Regions from separate parts of the Mus musculus genome. Here region 2 is linked to region 1. Evidence: chromatin contacts called from public promoter capture Hi-C data. All regions are on one chromosome and are shown on one strand. Each heading gives the region's core, a stretch centred on a gene start, on an enhancer-like site or on the middle of the called end of the contact. The rest is flanking DNA. Distances are from core to core; before and after follow the strand shown.

Region 1 (3,889 bases), core at 614-3,113:
CTAAAAGTTTCCTCTTGTTTCTTTCCTGAAAGCCTCCTAGATCCCTGATTACCTCCCTGGGAGCTGAAGGGAGGCGGCCTTCAGCTCACCAATCAGCTGGAGTCAGCAAATGCAGTAGGCTGCGAAATCTCTTGGGGGGTGAGGGAGCCCAGCTCCCCCCAGAACCTCTCTGCTGCTGCTGGAAGTTCTGCAAGCTGCTGACCCTCTGCCCTGAAGCTCTAGGACTTAGTTTCCCAAATTGAGGCTGCTGACCAGAAAGCTTCCCATTCTAGTTAGGGTAGGGAAGAGGCAAGGAAAGGGGCCTAGTGGAGTCACCCGGGAGGAGGATAGTAGCCTGAGGTAGATGCCATACTGGCCTTCCTGCCTGCCACTGTCCTCCGTTCTTAGAAGCTATGCCCCTGATGAGCCTTGGGGTTGGGAGTGAAACATCCCCCGCCTGTATCGCCACCCCATCCCTGCCACAGGCTCTCTCCTGTGGTGAGGAAAGGCAGGCCAGGGCTTCAGTCTTCTGTCTATAGGGTGTGGGTGCCTTCTTTCTTATCAGAAGTCCAGGCCAGCCTCCCAGTATTGATAAAGAGTTAGTTCCCTGTCTCTCCTCCCTTTCAACCCCTTAACCCCTCTTCCTTCTTTTCTGATGCAGCTATTGGCTCCCTCTGCGGAGCTGAGCATTCCATCTCTGTCCTGACAATGGTGACTCCCTCTGGACCCTTCCTCTCCCCTGCCTTGCAGAAGCCACCCGTGCCCTGGGTTCTGAGCAGGGAAGTATCAGGCAGGCCATCTCAGGGGACCCACCTGTCTACTGTTTGGGCAACTATCAGGGTATCCTCCCCTTTTTCTTTGAGATCTTCACCGAATAAACAAAGATTGGGCTCTAGGGAGCCCCTGTGTCCCGGAACAATGTACAGATTGTGAGTCTGGACTTTGGAAGTGACATCTCCCTGTGTGGGGCTTCTGTGTCCCTGCCGAGGAGTTATCCAAGCTGGTTGCTGGGCTCAGGGGAGTGTCCCTCGTGTCTTTCTTACTCATCCAAATCAACTCCTCAGCTGTAATAAGGTTAAATGACAGAAGCCCACTGATCACTCAAACGGGTCCTTAGACTTTCAGTACAGAGCAGGTGACAAGCATGCTCAGATTCGGGAGTGTCCATCAAGACTCACACACAAGTGTCAAGGGGGATAGAATACCAGGGTCACAGCACCACACCCCCTAAGTCCTCTTAGACTCTGTTGCCAGAAGTCAGGGAGATGCCCCAGGTGTCAAAATGCACTCAGCAACCGCCATAGGACGGGGTGATTCTCCTCCGGCCCATCTCCTGCCTTGCAGAAGTTCTTCATGGCCCCTGCTCTGGACTCTCGGGTCAGGGAAGTGTCTGGCAGGCAGTCCCCAAGGGACACCCGTGCCTGCTGTTTTGGCAGCTGTTAGCAATTAAAGATGTGCCTGATGAAGGATGGAGACACCACTGCACCCTGCTGGGCTGTCCCAGCGGAGCAGCGGTAAGGTGAAGGTTACCGCAGGCTGAGGGGATTCAGGGCACTCCCATCCTGCCCCCTACACTACCGGGCTGTACTCCCTAGAGCTCTCGCTAGCACCCCACCGCCTGTTGATCTTACCTCTGGATGCAGCCAGGAAAATAGCAAGGAGCAGGGTTCCCCAGCGCGGGCTGCTGGCCTCTGGGACCGCGGGGACACCCATGTCGCCGTCGAGCCGGGCAAGAGCAGAAAGAGACTGCTGGAGTGCGCTTGGAGCAAGCGGGACTCCAGGAGCCCAGGGAGCCGGCTGTACACGCCGCTCGCTCGCTAGAGTGAATGCTGAGCCCAAGGCGAGGCAGGCGGCCGAGCAAGCTCCCCGCCCAGCAGCGCCCCCGAGGGGCGGCGGGCGGTACGGCGTCTCCAGAGCCCAGGGATGGGGGTGGGGAAGGGCTGGAGTTGCTGATAGAAGTGGCAAGTGTCCAACCAGCCACTTCCCCCTGTAAGTCCCGGTGCTTTTTAGAGATCGTGAGGGCCGTGCATACTAAAGTGTGGACCCTAGTCTAACCCAGCTTGCCTTGCGGTTCTCCTAGTCTGGAGGCAGGACTTTGGCTCCCTGTTCTCCAGCAGCCCAGGGTAGATGGGTGGGCGGGTAGGTGGATAAGTAAGGGAAATCTACGATGACTTTAGCAAGTGGGAGGGAGTTTGGCTCATTCTGCGCTTGTGTGCCCTGCAGCTGATACACCTGGTACAGTTATGTCCACCGGCTAACACACCTGAAACACGCGCAGGGCATGCACAAGCCCAGAACTTCCCAACCTCAGGACACGCTCCTGCATCTGTTGGTGTGCCCCATGGAACCTTCTCAGCCTCTTTCCCCCAGGGCTTTATCTATGGCTGGGCTGTTATTCATAGGCTCCCTTGATTCTGTCTTGCTGGTAGTTTGTTTTCAACATACTTGTGTGGAGTTTTGTTTCTGTGGGGTTTGTATTGTTTTGTTTGGGCGGAGTTTTGTTTGTGGTTTTTGAGGGGTTAGCTTTCTGAGACAGGATGCTGCCTTGTAGCTCAGGCTGCCCTCAAGACTCTTCTACCTCGCCTAATGCATGCTGGGATTGCAGGGATGCACCACCATGGCCCCTCTACAAACTCACTCCCATGCTGTCCTCCGGGCCCTCATAGGTATCTACACTCATCCTTGTACTTGCGATCACTTAGAGCTTGCTCCACTCTGTTCTTTCCTGGCCTGACCTTGGAGCCCCCTCCCCAACCCCTCCTGTCAGTGCTTCCTTCAGCCACAAGACCAGATCTGAGCTAGGAACCAGTAAATTCCTTACCTGAGTTCCCCTGCCCTACTGAGTTTTGAGGACCATGGCCTCCCACCGGTGTGTGTGTGTGTGTGTGTGTGTGTGTGTGTTTTGTATATATATATATATATATATATATATATATATATATATATATATATATACACATGAGAACACCAATGAGAACACCAGAAGATATATGTGTGTGTATACACACATTGTGTGTGTACTCATGTGTGTACACGTGTACATGTGTGTATGCATGAGAACCCTAGATTTTATAGATATAGATATAGTGTGTGTATGCTCATGTGTTTACGTGTGTACATTTATCTATGCATGAGAACATATATATATATGTTTACATATATACATATGTGTGTATACTGTGTGTGTGCTCATGTGTGTACATGTGTGTGTGTGTGTGTGTGTGTGTGTGTGTGTGTTTATGTGTGTTCCATCATCTCAGACTAGCCTTGACCTTCCTGTGTAACGGGAATAGTCTTGAACCTCTAATTCTTCTACCTCTGCCTACTGAGTGCTGGGATTATAGTGGATACCACCATACCCAGCTTCCCCAGTGTTGAGTCAGACATGGGGACTCAGACATTCTAGGCAAGTACTCTGCCAGCTGAGGGGTACCCCCTCCCCAGTGATTCTCTTCTTCACTCTGTTTCAGTGCTGGGCATTGATCCAGGGCCTCAGGGATGCGAGGCAAGTGCACTGCCACTAAACTGCATCACCAGCCTCCTTTGTCTCCTTTGTTTCTTTCTTTGTTTCCTTTCTCTTAACTTCTCAATAAGCTCCCCGGGAGTGCCTTGAGTTGATCACAGCCTTTCTATCACTGGCCTCTCAAGTATCTGAGATCGTAGGCCTGTCCCACCACACACAGCCTCCCAGCTCCCATGTGATCCAGTCCCTTATACAGGATGGACGTGAAAAGGCTGTCATCTGCACTGTCACCTGGGGGACAGACTTGAAAGTAAGCCCTGTCTAGATAGAATGGTAGAGGTTACCAATGGGGGCGGGGGTGACTATGTCTAAGGACAAGGATGTTGAACTCCTAGTGGTTCCTAGCTAAAGGTCAGAGGACAGTCCAAGTACAATGTCAGGGATCCA
Region 2 (3,889 bases), core at 719-3,218, 2.2 Mb before region 1:
CCAGAGTGTGAGAAGAGAGGACTAGAGAGAGACTCGGGAGCCCAGGGTCATCTTTGGCCTACACAACAGGTTCAAAGCCAGCTGGGGATACGTGAAACCCTGCCTCAATAAATAAAAATATATAAGGAAGTAAATAAAAAAAAATCCCCATGACTCAGCAGCAGCAAAAAAAAAAAAAAAAAGTCCCCGAGTGAGAAAAATCTCCCAGTGATCACTTTCAGGTACTAGTTTTGGTTGTTTGGGTTTTGTTTCTGTCACTGTGATAAACTACCCTACAAAAGGCAGCTTAGGGAAGAAAGGGCTCAGGGTCACATTTTAGCTCACGCTTCCAGGTTACGAGAACAGTGCATCATTGCAAGGAAGTCAAGGCGGCTTGAACTTGAAGCAGCTGATTGCACAATCCAAAGCAGAGAGGAACAAATGATTGCTGGTTTTCTCTCAGCTTGCTGCCATCCGGATCCCTAAACCAGGGAGGGCATCACGCTGCCTACTATGGGCTGGATCTTCCCACACCAAATAACCAAGACAATCCCCCTTAGGCCTGTCCATAGCCATCCTGATCCGGGCTATCTCCGTCCCTGAGACTCCCTTCCCACGTGATTGTAGGTTGTGTGAAGGTGACTAAATTATCCATCTCTACTTCTAATTGCCTTGAAGGTGTCGTGAGAAACTTCCTGAAGCTGTTAACATGATCTTTCGTTTTGTTATCAGGGCTTTAATTGAAGCTTATCATGAAAAGGGACCAAAGGCAGAGGAGAGAAATCCCAACAGATACTAAAACTCCACACGGTGTGCGCTGGGTCTCTGTGCGCCTCGGTTGCTACAGTTGAGGGTTTCCAGGCTCTGAGGGGGCTTCTGAGGAGAAGTTTCTAAGGAGGGCTTCATTTTCTCTATCAGGGCTCCTGAGCTATGAGATTCTAAAGTCTGTCCTTATCAGGAAACCTTAAGGAATCAGCAGGAAGCCCAGAACAAGGGGAAGGAAACTCCTCCCACCCATCAAAGGATGGCCAAGGGGCAGGCATCTGAGCAGCCGAGGAACGGACACCCTGAAGTGGAGAATGGTTGAGCCCTCAGAGCAAAGGCAGAGAAAGCTGTCTCGCTACAGATACAGCGTAAAACCACCCTTACTGTGAGGCTAGCACAGAGTGGCCATTCCCGCACCCGCACCCCCAAAGCCCCGCAATCTTCGAGGCCAGGGAACGGCTAGTCCTTTATGAACGGCAGCATCTGTGTCTCTGTTTTCACATTCCACGGCCCTCTGAGGGGGGGACCTGCCCTCCTTGTTCCTGATTTTTGCCTTACTCAAGACCAGAAAGAAAAATTTTTTTTCGAAGTAAACAAACAAACAAACAAAAAAAAACAGGAAAAAAAGATGCAAACATGCATGGTCTCAATCCCTGGGGAGCAGCTGATTTTATATATATATATATTCCTCACCTGTTTGTGAGCTAGAGGGAAAGCCAGGAATTCTAGCAGACTCTGGACGTTAACGGAGACCGCTCATCCTGGGGGCTGAGAACCCAGCTCGGCTCGGAATGTTCCCTGCTTGTGCCTGACTCTGTGCGCGCCCAGCTTCTCTTTGATGTGCGCTGTGGATGAGCCGAGCTCAGTTCTGGAACAGCTGAGTCCTCCTGTCTGTTTAGATTGTTACCTGAAGGAAGGGAGGGGGAAGAAAGTGCTGATTCGACTTTTTGATGGGGAAAACTTTTTTTTTAAACATGCAAATGACAGATGGCAGAGCTTTTTGGAAAAAGAAAAAATAATAACCACACAGCAAACGCCTAGGGGGAGTCCGGTGGAGTTTCATCATGGGTATGAACAGTTGTTGTTTTTTTCAACTTTCTTCTTCTTTCTGGGTGTTGATGTGGATCTCTTTCTATTTGTTCAGGAAACTGTGACGTGTGTTCTTGGGCAGGGTCTGAGGTTTTGGAACCTCTTTCTAAAAGGGACAGAAAGAGCACCCTGCTACATTTGCTAATCCAGAGGCTGAGTGGAGCCGAGCTGGTCAGGATGCAGGTTCCCGTCGGCAGCAGGCTTGTCCTGGCTCTCGCCTTCGTCCTGGTTTGGGGATCTTCAGTGCAAGGTAAGAGACCCAGGATCTTTAATTCTCTGCTCTGAAGGCATCAGCATATGCACAAGTAATTGTCTTCATCTGAAGGTGCAGGGTGTCCTATTGTGGGAGGGGAGGTAAGGAAGGATTTCAGGTGCCTCAACAACCTCGTGTGAGTTTACTTGAGTTTGGTCTAAAAAATAATAATAATTAATTAAACTCTAAGGTAAGTGGTGGCCTTAAAACCTGTCAGGATGACTGAAAAGTGTTCTTATTTTTTTGGGTAAAGATGTGTGGTTTATTCATTTAAAGCATTCAAGAAATAAATGGAAAATTACCCAACTGATCTACTGAGATGGTGGCATCATGGAATTTTCTAGAATAGCATCCTATCACTGAGTTGTCTGCATGAACTCCATTTTGATATAAGGTCTCATGTAGCGTAAGATGGTCTTCAACTTGCTATACAGCTGAAGAGGACCTGGAACTTCTACTTCCCGAGTGCTGGGATAACAGGTGTATGTCTCCATGCTGGGTTCCAAAGAACGGAATCTGATGGCGCTGTTATTTTAACAATGAAAGAGGCTTTTGTGTGTGTGTGATTTTCTGAGACAGGGTTTCTCTGTGTAGCCCTGGCTGTCCTGGAACTCACTCTGTAGACCAGGCTGGCCTCGAACTCCGAAATCCACCTGCCTCTGTTTCCCAAGTGCTGGGATTAAAGGTGTGCGCCACCACTGCCCGGCTTTTTTTTTTTTTTTTTTTTTAATTGGGGTAAATGTAGCTATTTTTACTTTCTTCTTAAGCTCGGCTCTTACCAAACATTCAATTTTGGCTAGGCAAAATGCTAACTCTAAAACAATATTTTAGAAACAGCCTGAGGAGTGTTAGCATTTGTGCTCTCGTCCAGAAAACAGGTTTTCGTTTGAAAACCTGTCTGTAAATTTGACTGTCTTTTACAGCTGTTCAGTCATGCTGACTCAACCTCAAACTTTTTCTAAGAAGATGGAATGTTTGTAGAACAAACAAACAAACAACAACTACAAAGAAGCACACTTTATTCGCCTTAATATTTAGGGAACTATGTCTAAATGAGGCAGAAGGTCATGGCCTGATAAATAAGTTGCCGAGTTTATGGTTGAAAAACATAAAGGAAATGTTGAGTCACAGCGACATACGTGTCCTGGAGTTTCTTCGAAGTGACTCCTAGCTGTAGCGTTCTTACTTCCGGTCGAAATGACATCTCACAGGTTACTTCAGAAATTCCTTGCATAGTGGAAGTTTAGAAACTTATTTTCATGGGGCTATGCTAACGTCGTCATCGGAAAACAGGAAGTGACCTTGCTAAGGCTCACTTCTATTTATGTAGCTTTGTGATATTGGCGCCTACACCCAGGGCCTCATGCATGTCCGGGGCTCTGCTACACAGCTAGAGCCACACTTTTCCCTTTGACTCAGAATTCAAGTTCATGCGGATCTTTCAGGGAAAAACCTTTGGCTTCATGAAATAGTCCCCGGTAGCCACGTGCTCTGGCAAGATGGACAGCTGTGAATTCCGCATTTGTGACACCTGGCTCTGGGTGTCTCTCTACCAGAGGCGTGCATGTAAGCCTTTCAGTTGCAAAAGTTCCCAGAAACATCAAACTAGACTAAAAACAAAACCTTGTCTATTTCATCACGAGCCAGAAATTAGGAAGGAGTCGGGCTGGGTGGCTTCTAAGGCACTCAAGGTGCAGAGGCAGGAGGGACTGTGAGTTTAAGGCCAGCCCAGTCTTCGAGAGTTCCAGGATAGCCTGTGCTACTAGTGAGATCTTATCTCAAAAAAAAAAAAAAAAAAAAAAA

Evidence for each region. Promoter capture Hi-C pulls out the DNA fragments that hold promoters and counts their contacts.
Region 2: a promoter capture Hi-C map of pre-B cells shows a contact between it and region 1, with 2.6 times the contacts expected there. The contact joins the promoter of Srgn here to the promoter of Vsir in region 1. A contact is called at or near these places in 1 of 39 promoter capture datasets (pre-B cells) and 1 of 484 Hi-C or Micro-C datasets (CD4 T cells).

The regions. Positions count from the first base shown.
Region 1 is chr10:60,344,825-60,348,713 of GRCm38.p6, reverse strand. It overlaps Vsir (V-set immunoregulatory receptor), which reads right to left and starts at 1,863. Exons shown (of 7, transcript NM_028732.4): 1 at 1,611-1,863. The coding sequence starts at 1,692. All of the region lies in intron 39 of Cdh23 (cadherin 23 (otocadherin)), which reads left to right.
Region 2 is chr10:62,505,836-62,509,724 of GRCm38.p6, reverse strand. It overlaps Srgn (serglycin), which reads left to right and starts at 1,968. Exons shown (of 3, transcript NM_011157.3): 1 at 1,968-2,083. The coding sequence starts at 2,011. Gm51804 (a long non-coding RNA gene) reads right to left here and starts at 1,921. Exons shown (of 3, transcript XR_003949006.1): 1 at 1,771-1,921; 2 at 1,438-1,651.